Linked DNA regions of Sus scrofa: region 1 is linked to region 2. Evidence: chromatin contacts called from public Hi-C data. All regions are on one chromosome and are shown on one strand. Each heading gives the region's core, a stretch centred on a gene start, on an enhancer-like site or on the middle of the called end of the contact. The rest is flanking DNA. Distances are from core to core; before and after follow the strand shown. Region 1 overlaps DOPEY2 (protein dopey-2). Region 2 holds the start of SETD4 (SET domain-containing protein 4).

What was found. A called contact is a pair of places that touch in the nucleus more often than the background predicts.
Region 1: a Hi-C map of epiblast stem cells shows a contact between it and region 2, with 1.6 times the contacts expected there. The contact joins the enhancer-like site here to the promoter of SETD4 in region 2. A contact is called at or near these places in 2 of 47 Hi-C or Micro-C datasets (epiblast stem cells and skeletal muscle) and 2 of 2 datasets of contacts at active chromatin or transcription factors (alveolar macrophages and skeletal muscle).

Annotation. Positions count from the first base shown.
Region 1 is chr13:199,891,376-199,894,075 of Sscrofa11.1, forward strand. The region is part of intron 5 of DOPEY2 (protein dopey-2); the gene reads left to right. Among named protein-coding and RNA genes, the nearest start is that of DOPEY2, 45 kb to the left of the region's middle. Within about 2 kb of position 1,261, at least 38 of the 83 cell types and tissues checked have an H3K27ac peak or open chromatin away from gene starts, as enhancers often do. A contact at or near this core is called in alveolar macrophages, epiblast stem cells and skeletal muscle, where this site is marked.
Region 2 is chr13:199,588,638-199,591,337 of Sscrofa11.1, forward strand. SETD4 (SET domain-containing protein 4) reads right to left here and starts at 1,287. Exons shown (of 10, transcript XR_002338064.1): 1 at 268-1,287.

The DNA.
Region 1 (2,700 bases), core at 11-2,510, 300 kb after region 2:
TCTGGACTGGGTTTTGATGTGTGCTTGGACCACCTCAGGCTCTCACACAGAGCAGCTAGAAGCTCTCCACTTCCCAGCAGTGATAGGTGTATCACCCTCAGTGATACGCTGAGTCACTGGGATGCACTGGGCAAGACTGGGGACTAAGAAACAGTCAAGGTCACATAGGGGTCAGCCGGAGGAACATTAGCAGCCTCTGTCTCTTGACTCCTGGTCCCAGGCTCTTTCCAGACATTCTGGCCCATTCATTTTCCTCACTGATGTGTGTGTATAAACACATTTTTCCCCCATGATCTGAAGCTGAATGAACACACCAGCTCCCAAAATGTATTGCAGTTTTGTTGTTGTTGTTTAGTCTGTAAGTGTGAATCACCTCGAAGCGTGTCAGCCGTTGAGGGGTTTTTGTGTGTTCTCTCAGTTGATCAGTGAGTGTTCATTTGAACAGTTGCTGAAGCTGCTTAACCCCCGGGTGTTTTCTCCTGACGTTGTGATTTCTTAACAGGGAACCCCGAGTGGAGCCAAGCCACGTGAATCACTGAGTGGCTGCAACTGCGACAGAAAACCCAGCCGGGGGGGGGGGGAGGGGTGCAGCTCTCAGAGGGATTAGTGACCAGCTTTCCAAGGGTGGAGACTGGTCGAGGGTTGTGTAGTCTGAGCTCTCAGGGGCGGGAGGCGCACGCGAGGGAGGTGCCTGCACAGATCCACGTCCGTTTCAGACAATGCCTTCTTCCCCAAAATGCTCAGGAGTTGAGTCAGACACCCCCACCCGCAGCAGATCTGGGGGAAGGGAGGGTCCAGGGGTGGGGGTCGTGATGTCCACGTGGGTGGAAAATGCTCAGGGAGTTTGAGGGCGGCTGACTCACAGGTTTCGTGGGGGCGGGGACAGTTCCTGGTCTGTGCTTGCTGGAGAACCAGAAGGGATGCAAGTTTTGGCCAGTATTAGGACTCATGATTTACTGTGACTTTCTAATAACCCTTGGATATCTGCAGATCATCCCCGGCCAGAATTTTTTTTTTTAAGTGCCCAAGTGGCCGCAGAGCCTGCTGTGCTTTGCTCTACCAAGAAAACGGGATCGGCTCGGGGGAGACAGGGAAGTGAATGTTTTTGGTGGTTGGTAAGCGAGCAAAAACCAGCTCACCGACGACTTCCCTTTAAATCAGTGGTTCTCCACCTGGGGTGATTTTTGTCACCCAGGGAGGGCCTTTGGCAATATCTGGGCACATTTTTGGCTGTTACAACTGGGGTGGAGAGGGTGCTACTGACATCTAGTGAGCAGAGGCAAGGGGTGCAGCTGAACATCCTACCACATACACAGTTATCCCATGACAAAGGATCCAGCCCAGGTGTCAACAGGGTAAAGGCTGAGAAACCCTGACTTAAAAAATTAAAGTTATTAAATGTATATTTTAAATTTTTGCTAACAATGTTTAAAATAAATGGAGTTCCCATCGTGACTCAGCAGTCATGAACCAGGCTAGTATCCATGAGGACGCAGGTTTGATCGCTGGCCTCACTCAGTGGGTTAAGGATCCAGCGTTGCCGTGAGCTGTGATGTAGGTTGCAGACGTGGCTTGGATCCAAGTTGCCGTGGCTGTGGTGTAGGTCAGCAGCTGCAGCTCCGATTTAATTCCTAGCCTGGGAACTTCGTGTGCTAACAGGTGTCCAACTAAAAAGAAAAATAAATAAAATATAGGAACATTTAGAGGTTAAATGTGGTTATTGACCCTTCTTTTGGTTGATTCCAGACACCATGATGATGAGCTCTGCTGGTTCTAGAATTTTCCACCCCTTATTTGGCATGTATCTGAGTATGGTGGTTTAGGACGCTGTTGTCACCGTCCCACTTGTTTAGATGGTCACACACAGGCTGTTCGGCTTGTGACAGCTCTGCTTCCATGGCCATCTGTGGGGCAAGTGCCACACGGCCAGGGTCATGAGATGCTAGGGGCTTCACCGTGCCCGTGTCGCTCCCTTGCTGTCAGTTGAGTAGAGAAGAGGGGCTTGTGTAGTTGGAAGGAGCTTGTGTTTGCAGGGGGCGCAGGAGAACAGCAGCCAGAGTGGCTGAGGAAGGACAGGCGAGCAGAGGGTGGGAGTGGTGTGTGTGTTGTTTTGTTCTGTTGGTCTTTGGTTTCAGATAGAAAAGTCAGTTCTGGGCACTAAACTGTGCAGACTTATTTTGGAATTTCACAACTGAGATGATGTAATTCTTATGTGGTAGAAAATTACTTAGCTTTTAACCCCAGTCATCCTGCTTCTACTTCGCCCTCCATAGCAAAGTCCAGCCTAATTGGCATTTTTTGAACTGTAGCATCATTTCAATTTTTAAGATCTGTCAGTTTTTTAGAAGAAAATGGGGCTTTTTATATTTATATAGAGACACTTTTTTTTTTTTTTTTTTTTTGCCTCCCTGAGGCGTATGGAGGTCCAGAGCCAGGGATCAGATCTGAGCCACAGTTGTGACCTAAGCCACAGCTGCAGCAATGCCAAATCCTTAATCCGCTGCACCCAGCTGGGGATTGAACCTGCGTCCCAGTGCTCCAGAGACGATGCCCATCCTATTGGGGCCACAGGGGGACCTCTAAGATCTCTGTTTCTTCAATAAGGAAAAGTAGCCAGTGTTCTCAGAATATTGAAGAGCGCTAGCACAGGTGGCATTCCCCAGGCTCTCTGGCAGGGGAACCTGTCTACTGTGGGACAGT
Region 2 (2,700 bases), core at 37-2,536:
TCTTTTACACTGAAAAATTAAAACGTGGAGAGCTTAGGCACCTGCCGGCTCCCGTTACCCGGGCAACGGGAGGCCCCGCCCCGGAAGTCTTCCCAGAAGTCGTTCCGGAAGTCGCCCCGGCGGGCCTCTGCTGCGCTCCAACATGGCGGTGAGAGGGAGCGTGGAAACACAAAACCGCACGCTAGCTGCTCCCCAGTTAAAGAAGGGAACCGAAGCTGCAGGGGGACCGGCGGAGCGCCGCCAGGCCCGCCTCGAGGGCGCACTCACCCACGCCTTCAGTCGCTCGCGGAGCCCTCTTTCCGCCACGGGACGCCGGGTCCCCGGAAGACTCCACCTCCTAGCGTGCGCCTGCGCATTATTTACCGGAAGCCAACAAAAACAGCAAACAAAAGCAAAAAACTCAGGCCTAGCAGTTAAGAAAAAGCAGTGGCTGTGGGTGCAGAATTTGCGCTCTGAAATGCTGACCTGCAGAGTCTTTACTTCCTTAGTTCTGGGGGTGGAATCGCTAAGTACGAGCGTCCCAGGACAGAGCCACCCTGCGCCTTATTAGGCCAACTTCTTCCTCGCCCTGGGGCCTTGCAAGCTGGGGCCACCTTTCCTTGGCCAACTTCGCTTCGACGCTGCCCTTCCTCGAGGCAACGCCTCACCGTTGCTAGGCAGCCCAGCCGCCCTTCACCTTGCCAGCTGGGTTGATAAAGCTGGCCAGGATCACCCATACAGGAAAATTAAAATCGTTTATGTAAATACTCTTCCTTACAGGAGATAAGCTCAGTTTCTGCCCCCACCCCCACCTTGCTTGTTGACTTGCTTCCAAGAAAGTCCAGTATGGAAAAGAGGGGAAAATAACTTTATAGTGGACCCATGATTCAGTGTTATCATTAAAAAAGCTCTTTCTAATGTTCCGCAGTGCCATCCTTGGGAAATTGGCTATTCATCTCTTAGTTTATTTCCTCACAATCTCAAGATAGTTGCTGCCACTCCAGGCATCGTATTCTCACACAAATACATTCAAGACAGGAAGAAAACGTGCAGATAAAAGAGGTATTTTCCTTTATGCCAAGTGATCAAGATTAACATATCAGTAATGAGTCATGCTGATTGCATGTTTCCCAGAGATAGGAAAGGTACTTCTGTGGTATTACTCTCCAAAACCCATAGCCCCAGTTCAGTAACAGAAAAACAAACCTGACTAGTTGATCTACTTTCAGCTATAACATTTGTGCTGTTGCCTATGCTTAGTCATGCTGGCTCTGCATCTTTGCGTCCTCAAGCAGTGAAAGAGTGTGTTCTGTAGCCTAGAATATATATAATGGCCTTTTCTCAAGGCCCTGACTCCCAGGTTTGAACTTTAAACACATAACACTTTTTATTCATATAGAGACAAAAAATTGCAGGACAGAAAATAACATTTTTCTTGTTGAAGGTTTACAGGAACGTCATGACCAGATCTGTGACCAAACTCAACTCTATGTGCCCTACGCAGTGAGGCCCCAAACGTGGGAGTTGGGAGCAGATGAAGATTTATTGCAGGGACATGCAAGGAGACAGGTGGTTAATGCCTTAAAAAACCCTAACTCCTTGAAGTTTTTCAACAAAGCCCTTTTGAAAGCAAAGTGAAGGACGTAGAGTAATGACAGTAAAAACAAAAATAAACAAATGGGACTTAATTAAAACTTTCCGCACAGCAAAGGAAACCCTAAACAAAATGAAAAGACAACCCACAGAATGGGAGAAAATCGTTGCAAATGAAGCAACTGACAAGGGATTAATCTCCAAAATTTAGAAACACCTCCTACAGCTCCATACCAAAAAAAAAAAAAAAAAAAGCCCCATCAAAAAATGCGCAGAAGATCTAAACAGACAATTCTCCAAAGAAGACATATGGATGGCCAAAGAACACATGAAAAGATGTTCAACATCACTCATTATTAGAGAAAGGCAAATCAAAACCATTATGAGGTACCACCTTACACCAGCCAGAATGGCCATCATCAAAAAGTCTACAAACAATAAGTGTTGGAGAGGGTATGGAGAAAAAGGAACCCTAGTACACTGTCGGTGGGATTGTCAATTGGGGCAACCACTGTGGAAAACAGTATGGAGATTCCTCAAAAAACTAAAAATAGAACTATCATTTGATCCAGCGATCTCACTTCTGGGCATCTATCCAGAGAAAACCATGACTTGCAAAGACACATGTACTCCGATGTTCATTGCAGCACTATTTTCAATAGCCAAGACATGGAAACAACCTAAATGTCCATAGACAGAGGAGTGGATCAAGAAGAGGTGGTACATATACACAATGGAATGTTACTCAGCCTTAAAAGGAATGAAATAATGGCATTTTTAGCCATATGGATGGTCCTAGAAATTATCATGCTAAGTGAAGTCAGCCATAAAATGAGACACCAACATCAAATGCTTTCACTGACATGTGGAATCTGAAAAAAGGACACAATGAACTTCTTTGTAGAACAGATACTGACTCAACAGAATTTGAAAAAATTATGGTCTCCAGAGGAGACAGTTTGGGGGGTGGGGGGATGTGCTGGGGGTGTGGGTTGGAAATCCTGTAAAATTGGATTGTGATGATCATTGTACAACTATAAATGTAATAAATTCATTGAGTAATAAAAAAATAATAAGAGCAAAGTGAAGGAGAAGCCTGGTTATCTTTGTTCTTGCAGCTGTCCATGT